2 separate regions of the Mus musculus genome follow, and region 2 is linked to region 1. A link is a contact called in public HiChIP or PLAC-seq data. All regions are on one chromosome and are shown on one strand. Each heading gives the region's core, a stretch centred on a gene start, on an enhancer-like site or on the middle of the called end of the contact. The rest is flanking DNA. Distances are from core to core; before and after follow the strand shown. Region 1 overlaps Cyth1 (cytohesin 1). Region 2 overlaps Dnah17 (dynein, axonemal, heavy chain 17).

What was found. HiChIP or PLAC-seq counts read pairs in DNA pulled down with a chosen protein or histone mark.
Region 2: a contact with region 1 is called in a FOXA1 HiChIP or PLAC-seq map of pancreatic cancer cells. The contact joins two enhancer-like sites. A contact is called at or near these places in 3 of 484 Hi-C or Micro-C datasets (3T3-L1-derived adipocytes, the N1E-115 cell line and embryonic stem cells), 3 of 115 datasets of contacts at active chromatin or transcription factors (embryonic hindbrain, oligodendrocyte precursor cells and pancreatic cancer cells) and 2 of 9 other capture datasets (adipose tissue and pancreatic islet).

The regions. Positions count from the first base shown.
Region 1 is chr11:118,214,854-118,217,553 of GRCm38.p6, reverse strand. All of the region lies in intron 1 of Cyth1 (cytohesin 1), which reads left to right. Among named protein-coding and RNA genes, the nearest start is that of Cyth1, 32 kb to the left of the region's middle. Within about 2 kb of position 1,318, at least 91 of the 459 cell types and tissues checked have an H3K27ac peak or open chromatin away from gene starts, as enhancers often do. A contact at or near this core is called in pancreatic cancer cells, where this site is marked.
Region 2 is chr11:118,042,197-118,044,896 of GRCm38.p6, reverse strand. It overlaps Dnah17 (dynein, axonemal, heavy chain 17), which reads left to right. Exons shown (of 81, transcript NM_001167746.1): 66 at 1,671-1,875; 67 at 2,653-2,700. Among named protein-coding and RNA genes, the nearest start is that of Mir6933, 41 kb to the right of the region's middle. Within about 2 kb of position 1,411, at least 28 of the 459 cell types and tissues checked have an H3K27ac peak or open chromatin away from gene starts, as enhancers often do. A contact at or near this core is called in pancreatic cancer cells, where this site is marked.

The DNA of each region.
Region 1 (2,700 bases), core at 69-2,568:
TCATGGGGGTCGAGGGAAAGGACTGGGGAGCAGAAGCTGTGGGGCCAACCTGTGGCCTGTGCTCAGAAGATGGAGTTCATATTTTTAACCTTCTCAGGCCTTGACTCTTCATGCCTCATTTGAAGTGCATCAGTAGGCCCTGGCACTACCTTAGACATAAATAGAGTAGGTATTTGAGCCTTTTATTGCTTAGCTGCCCATCTCTCATAGCAGCTTCTCAGGTCATATGGCATCTGCCCTGGTTACCCGCACCCAGGGTGGTATGTCACAAAGGAAGACAGGTGTCTCTGATCTGCCTAGAACGTGGACATTCATCTCACCCAGAACAGAAACTGCTGTCCTTGAAACAGCCCAAGGCCTCCAACAGCCCTCCAAAGGCCTCTGCCCTCTAACCCCCTCCTTATAGTCCTTCTAGCTCCCCACTGAGTCCCATACTCTTCAGACCCCCAGAGCACATGTCCAAGAGTGGCCCAGAGTCTGCCTCAGCCCACACAGGGGAAACACTATGTCCTTTTAGTCCTTGATGTCTCTGCAGTCCACATCCACTGTGCTCAGGGACCATTATTGGGGGAAATGGTAGAAAGGAAAGATTATAGGTTTGATTGTTTTTTAAAAAGATGTGTAAAACCGAAGGTAGAATTGGAGTTAAAAATAAGTTGCAGATTGCATTACATGTTTTAAATAGTCTGTTCAGTTCTACAAACCAGTAGGAAGGATGGCAGTCAGTAGGAAAACAACCCCCAAGGTGTGGACAGTAGCTCATGAACAGAAGTGCTCTCGTGCTTCTGGAAAGGCAGCCTTGATGGCAGTGAGGCCAGTGCAGAGATCAGTCCTGGGAATGTCCCCACCCGTCAGTGCAGTTCATTGTGGACCGGGCTGGACACATCAAACTCTAGGAATCCAGACACGTACTGTCCCACTGCCAGGAGATAAGAAACAGGAGTGACCTGTCCTTCCCGAGTCAAGATCATCTGGGAATCAGATCTAATGCCAGAGGTAGAGATGGGGTTTGGATCACTAGACGGGTTTTGAATGCAGCTGAGTGCATTGATACAGGATTCTTCAAGGGCAAAAGTTGAGGAAGACACTCTCCCCACAGAGGGTTTCAGGACAAGACAAGGCAGGCCACAGCAGCGAGGCACAGAGAGCAGACTTAGTGAAAGCCACCAGTACTGCCTAGATTTAACTGTCAACCCGACACAAGTACAGTCATCTGGGAAGGGAGTGAATTGAGAACTTGCTAGATCATACTGGCCTCTGGGCATGTCTGTGGGGATTCCTTGGTTGGCTGTTGATTGATGTAAGAGTTCATAGACCACTGTGAGCTCACCATTTCATGGGCTGGGCCCTAAAGCTAACTAAGACAAACTAAGTAAGCAGACGGCATGGGTATACTCATTTCTCTCAGTTTTTGACTGTGACTCACTGCTTAAAGCTCCTGCCTTGGTTGCCCTGCATTGAAGGACTGTGTCCTGGAATTTTAAGCCAAACAAACCCGTTCTCCCCAGAGTTGTATTTAACCAGGGCATTTGTCACATTAACAGAAATGAAACTAGGACACCACCCAGTGATGTCATGGTATTACTTGTATTGTTACCGACAGCTTGCTAAGGAGCCTCACAGTCCACTCCAGGAACACAGGGAAGCTTTTCTGGATCAAGCAAGTCTTCTTGTAAGAGAGTTGGGGAGAACTAGAGCTGAGTGCTGAGCATGTGCACAGGGCCCTGAGACTGGACCCTGCTTCAAAGTTACAGGCTGTGAGCAGTGAAAACACATGACACCCTTTATAGTGCCGGAGAAAATCAGGCTAGGGGATGGATCAACTGGTAAAGTGTCATATAAACATGACACTCTGAGTCCCATCCCCACTCCCCTGTAAAAGTCGGATGTGTAATTCCATTGCTGGAGGAGGTGGAGACAGGAGGGTTCCAGGGGCTTTCTGGCCAGCAAGTCTAGCTGAATGATCTCCAACTGAGAAACCCACTCCCAAAAATCAGGTGAAGAACTGGGCATGGTAGCACACACCCTTAGTGCCAGCACTTGGGAGGCAGAGGCAGGCAGATTTCTGTGAGTTCGAGGCCAGCCTAGTCTACAGAGTTAGTTCCAAGACAGCCAGAACTATGTAGAGAGATCCTGTCTCCAAGATAGATAGAGGAGAGAAAGGGGGGGGGGCAACTGAGGAAATACTTGATGCATATACCTGTGAATACACCTGTAAATACACACACTTGCAAATACACACAAAGTAAAAATGAAGTGTTTATAAACGGAATGCAAAAAGTTACTAACGTTGTAGTGTGTATACATATATGTGTGTGGCATGAAAGACACATATAATATAACGTACATTGCATGCAGAAGAAGCCAGACCAAACCCATACCACCCTCAGTGGTTGTCACTGGGCAGGATCAGATTGCCTGCTACTGTTCTCTACTTTCATCTGTGAATGTGTCTCATAAGCAGCATCAAAAATATGCAGAAAAGAACATCTTGATGTGCTGCATCAGAAACCAGGAAGGGGACACTACCCAGTGCAGTGTGCAGCTTCACTGTGGCCACCATCAGAAAGAATAGCCGGGGCTGATGTCCTCCAGAATCCTTGAGCAAGGCTGAGCAACCTGGCACAGTGTTCAGGGTGGCAGATGACCAGTTGGTAAACTCAGGCAATAGACCACTTTGAGCTTGTCTTCCTTGGGAGC
Region 2 (2,700 bases), core at 162-2,661, 170 kb after region 1:
ATTAAAGGCATGTGCCACCACCACCCGGCTCTCCATGCATTTCAAAGTCTTGAGACTTATAGTTCTTTTTTAAAAATCCTTTACAACGCATATTCCCCATCTTGTCCCATCTTGTCCCACTCCCTATGAACTGCTTTTCCATCACACACACACACACACACACACACACACACACACACACACACATGTCTGTGCACCATGTTTGTGCCTAGTACCTGTAAAGGCCAGAAGAGGGCAAATAGGCCCCCTGGAACTGAAGTCACAGACATTTCTGAGCCACCCTGTGGATGCTGGGAACTGAACCCAGGTCCTCTGGAAAAACACAAGTGCTTTTAACTGCTGAGCCGCTTCTCCAGCCCTACTGTACGCCCTTTGTTTTAACGGCCCACTGAGTTTAATTAGGGCTGCTTGCTTGAGCACAGGTCATTAACTGGAGCATGGGCAGCTGAGCAGTGACCAAGACACTGAAGAAAATGACACCTCTTCCCACCCCCCCCCAAGCCCACCCTGTTCCCCGAGTAGCCATTAGCTGCCAACAGCTCTGGGGAGGGGTGTGGCCTCCCTTTTCAGTTTTTCAAAACATTTTTGCACGCAACTATTCACATGGTTTGTGGGTTTGTGTACACGTGCGTGCCACAGGACCGTAGGTCAAAGGTCAGCATATGGGTGTTGGTTGTCTTCTCCTACCATGTGAGTCCCAGGGACTGAATTCAGGGTGCCAAGCTTGGCAGAAAGCCCCTTTACCCACTGAGCCTTCTTTTGCCCCCCACTCCATTTTAAGTGTAAGGAACACTACAGTAAAGTGGCGTTTCAGTGGCTGTCAGCACATCTGCCGTGCTGTATAACCCCGACCTCTGTCTTGTCCCCAGTTTTAATCATCCCACAGGAAAGCCCCACACTGACTAAGCATGCTTCTGACTCTGTGGCTTTGCTGGCTGCAGACGCTGATGGCACATTGTTTCGTGTCTGGATCTTTGTATTTAGCCTCACATTAGCAGGGGTCCTCCACACCCACACCCTAGTATCTCTCAGTACGACGGACGTTCCTTTTTTCACCTGAGTAACCTTCCGTTGCCTGGACCTTCCAGTGACTAGACCTACCTCGTTTAGTTGTTTTTATAATACAGAGGGAGTAAATCAACTTTTAGAGCAGATAGGAGCCACCTGCCGGAGCTGGGGCTACACAGAAGCCCAGGACCAGGGTGATGTTCCGTATAAACATCCTGATGTCTTGGACTCTGACAAACCCCCCCTCCCCCCATGAATGCTGATTCTCAAGACTGAAGGGGGTTGGAGGTCAGGGGAGAGAGGTGAACTCAACCAGGACAGAAGGGGATTGGAGCCTGGGAGGAGTGGCCCACAGGCAGCTGCAGGGCTGCTTGGCAGATGGCCATCATCGGCACACACTGGTGCTTGGCACCGACGGTAGGAGGAGCTGGAGCTAGCAGTGCCTCCATCCAGGCACGTGAACGCCCCTGGGCAGACAAAGTAGCCACCAGAGGAAAGGACAGGCACGGCCTCCGGGGGGGGCCACTTGCTCTCCCCATCCCACCCCCCAGAGCTCTTTGTCAGTCAAGGAGGTTACAGGAGGCAGGCATGGGTGAACCACCAAGCTGGGCTGCAGTGGCCCTGTGGCTAAGCTTTGCCCGCCTCTCCTCCTCACCCGCCAGGTTCATTAAGATCGGCGACAAGGAGGTGGAGTACCACCCCAGTTTCCGCCTGATCCTACACACCAAGTACTTCAACCCGCACTACAAGCCCGAGATGCAGGCCCAGTGCACGCTCATCAACTTCCTGGTCACCAGAGACGGGCTGGAGGACCAGCTCCTGGCCGCTGTGGTGGCCAAAGAGCGTCCGGATCTGGAACAACTCAAGGTGACTGCCTCTGACAGACACAAGAAATGGGCCAGGTGGGACCTCAGCCAAGGACACCAGTCCTTCCTCCTGCCCCAAACTCAGTTCTAAACCAGCAGCCCTTACATTTATGCCAGGGGCTCAGTGCCCTCAGATGGCCCAGAAGATCAAAGATGGTCCCCAGAGCGGCTTTATGCCTGGCTGGCTGGGACTCTGTAGCAGAGCCTTTGTCTAGCACATTAAAACTCTTGTTTCAACCCTTGGCAGCACAAAAAAACATAGGGTTCTGGGCTGAGGACATAGCTCACACAATAATATGCTTGAGGCATAGTCTGAGGACTGAGTGTGACCCCTCACCCCTGAACCCAGAAAAGGCTGTCATGTACTTGCAGTCCCAGGGTTGGGGCGCTCAAGCTGTGGACTCAGGAGGGCCTCTGGGACTTGCCGGCCAGACAGTCTAGCCTAATGAGTGAACAAGGCGAACTGAGTCTGATGCTCTGCCCTTCGCACATAGACATGCACACATGCATGGCTGCAAGCATGAACACACATGCACACACAAAGTGTGGCCAACTGTACCGGCCACTTCCTCAGCTCTGCCTCAGTCACACACACAATGGCTCTCAGTCTCCACAGCATGAGGCCTGGCAGCCTGGCGTGGAGGTTGGCACCACCGTGGGCACCCTACATGCTGGGTGTCATTTCTCCTGCTGCAGGGCTGACCTGGCAGCAGAGGTTAGACTGGGGCCCAGCTGACTGTTGCTCTGGTCCCTGGGGGCCCCCCACTGCTCCTTGTAGGCAAACCTCACCAAATCTCAGAATGAGTTCAAGATTGTGCTAAAGGAG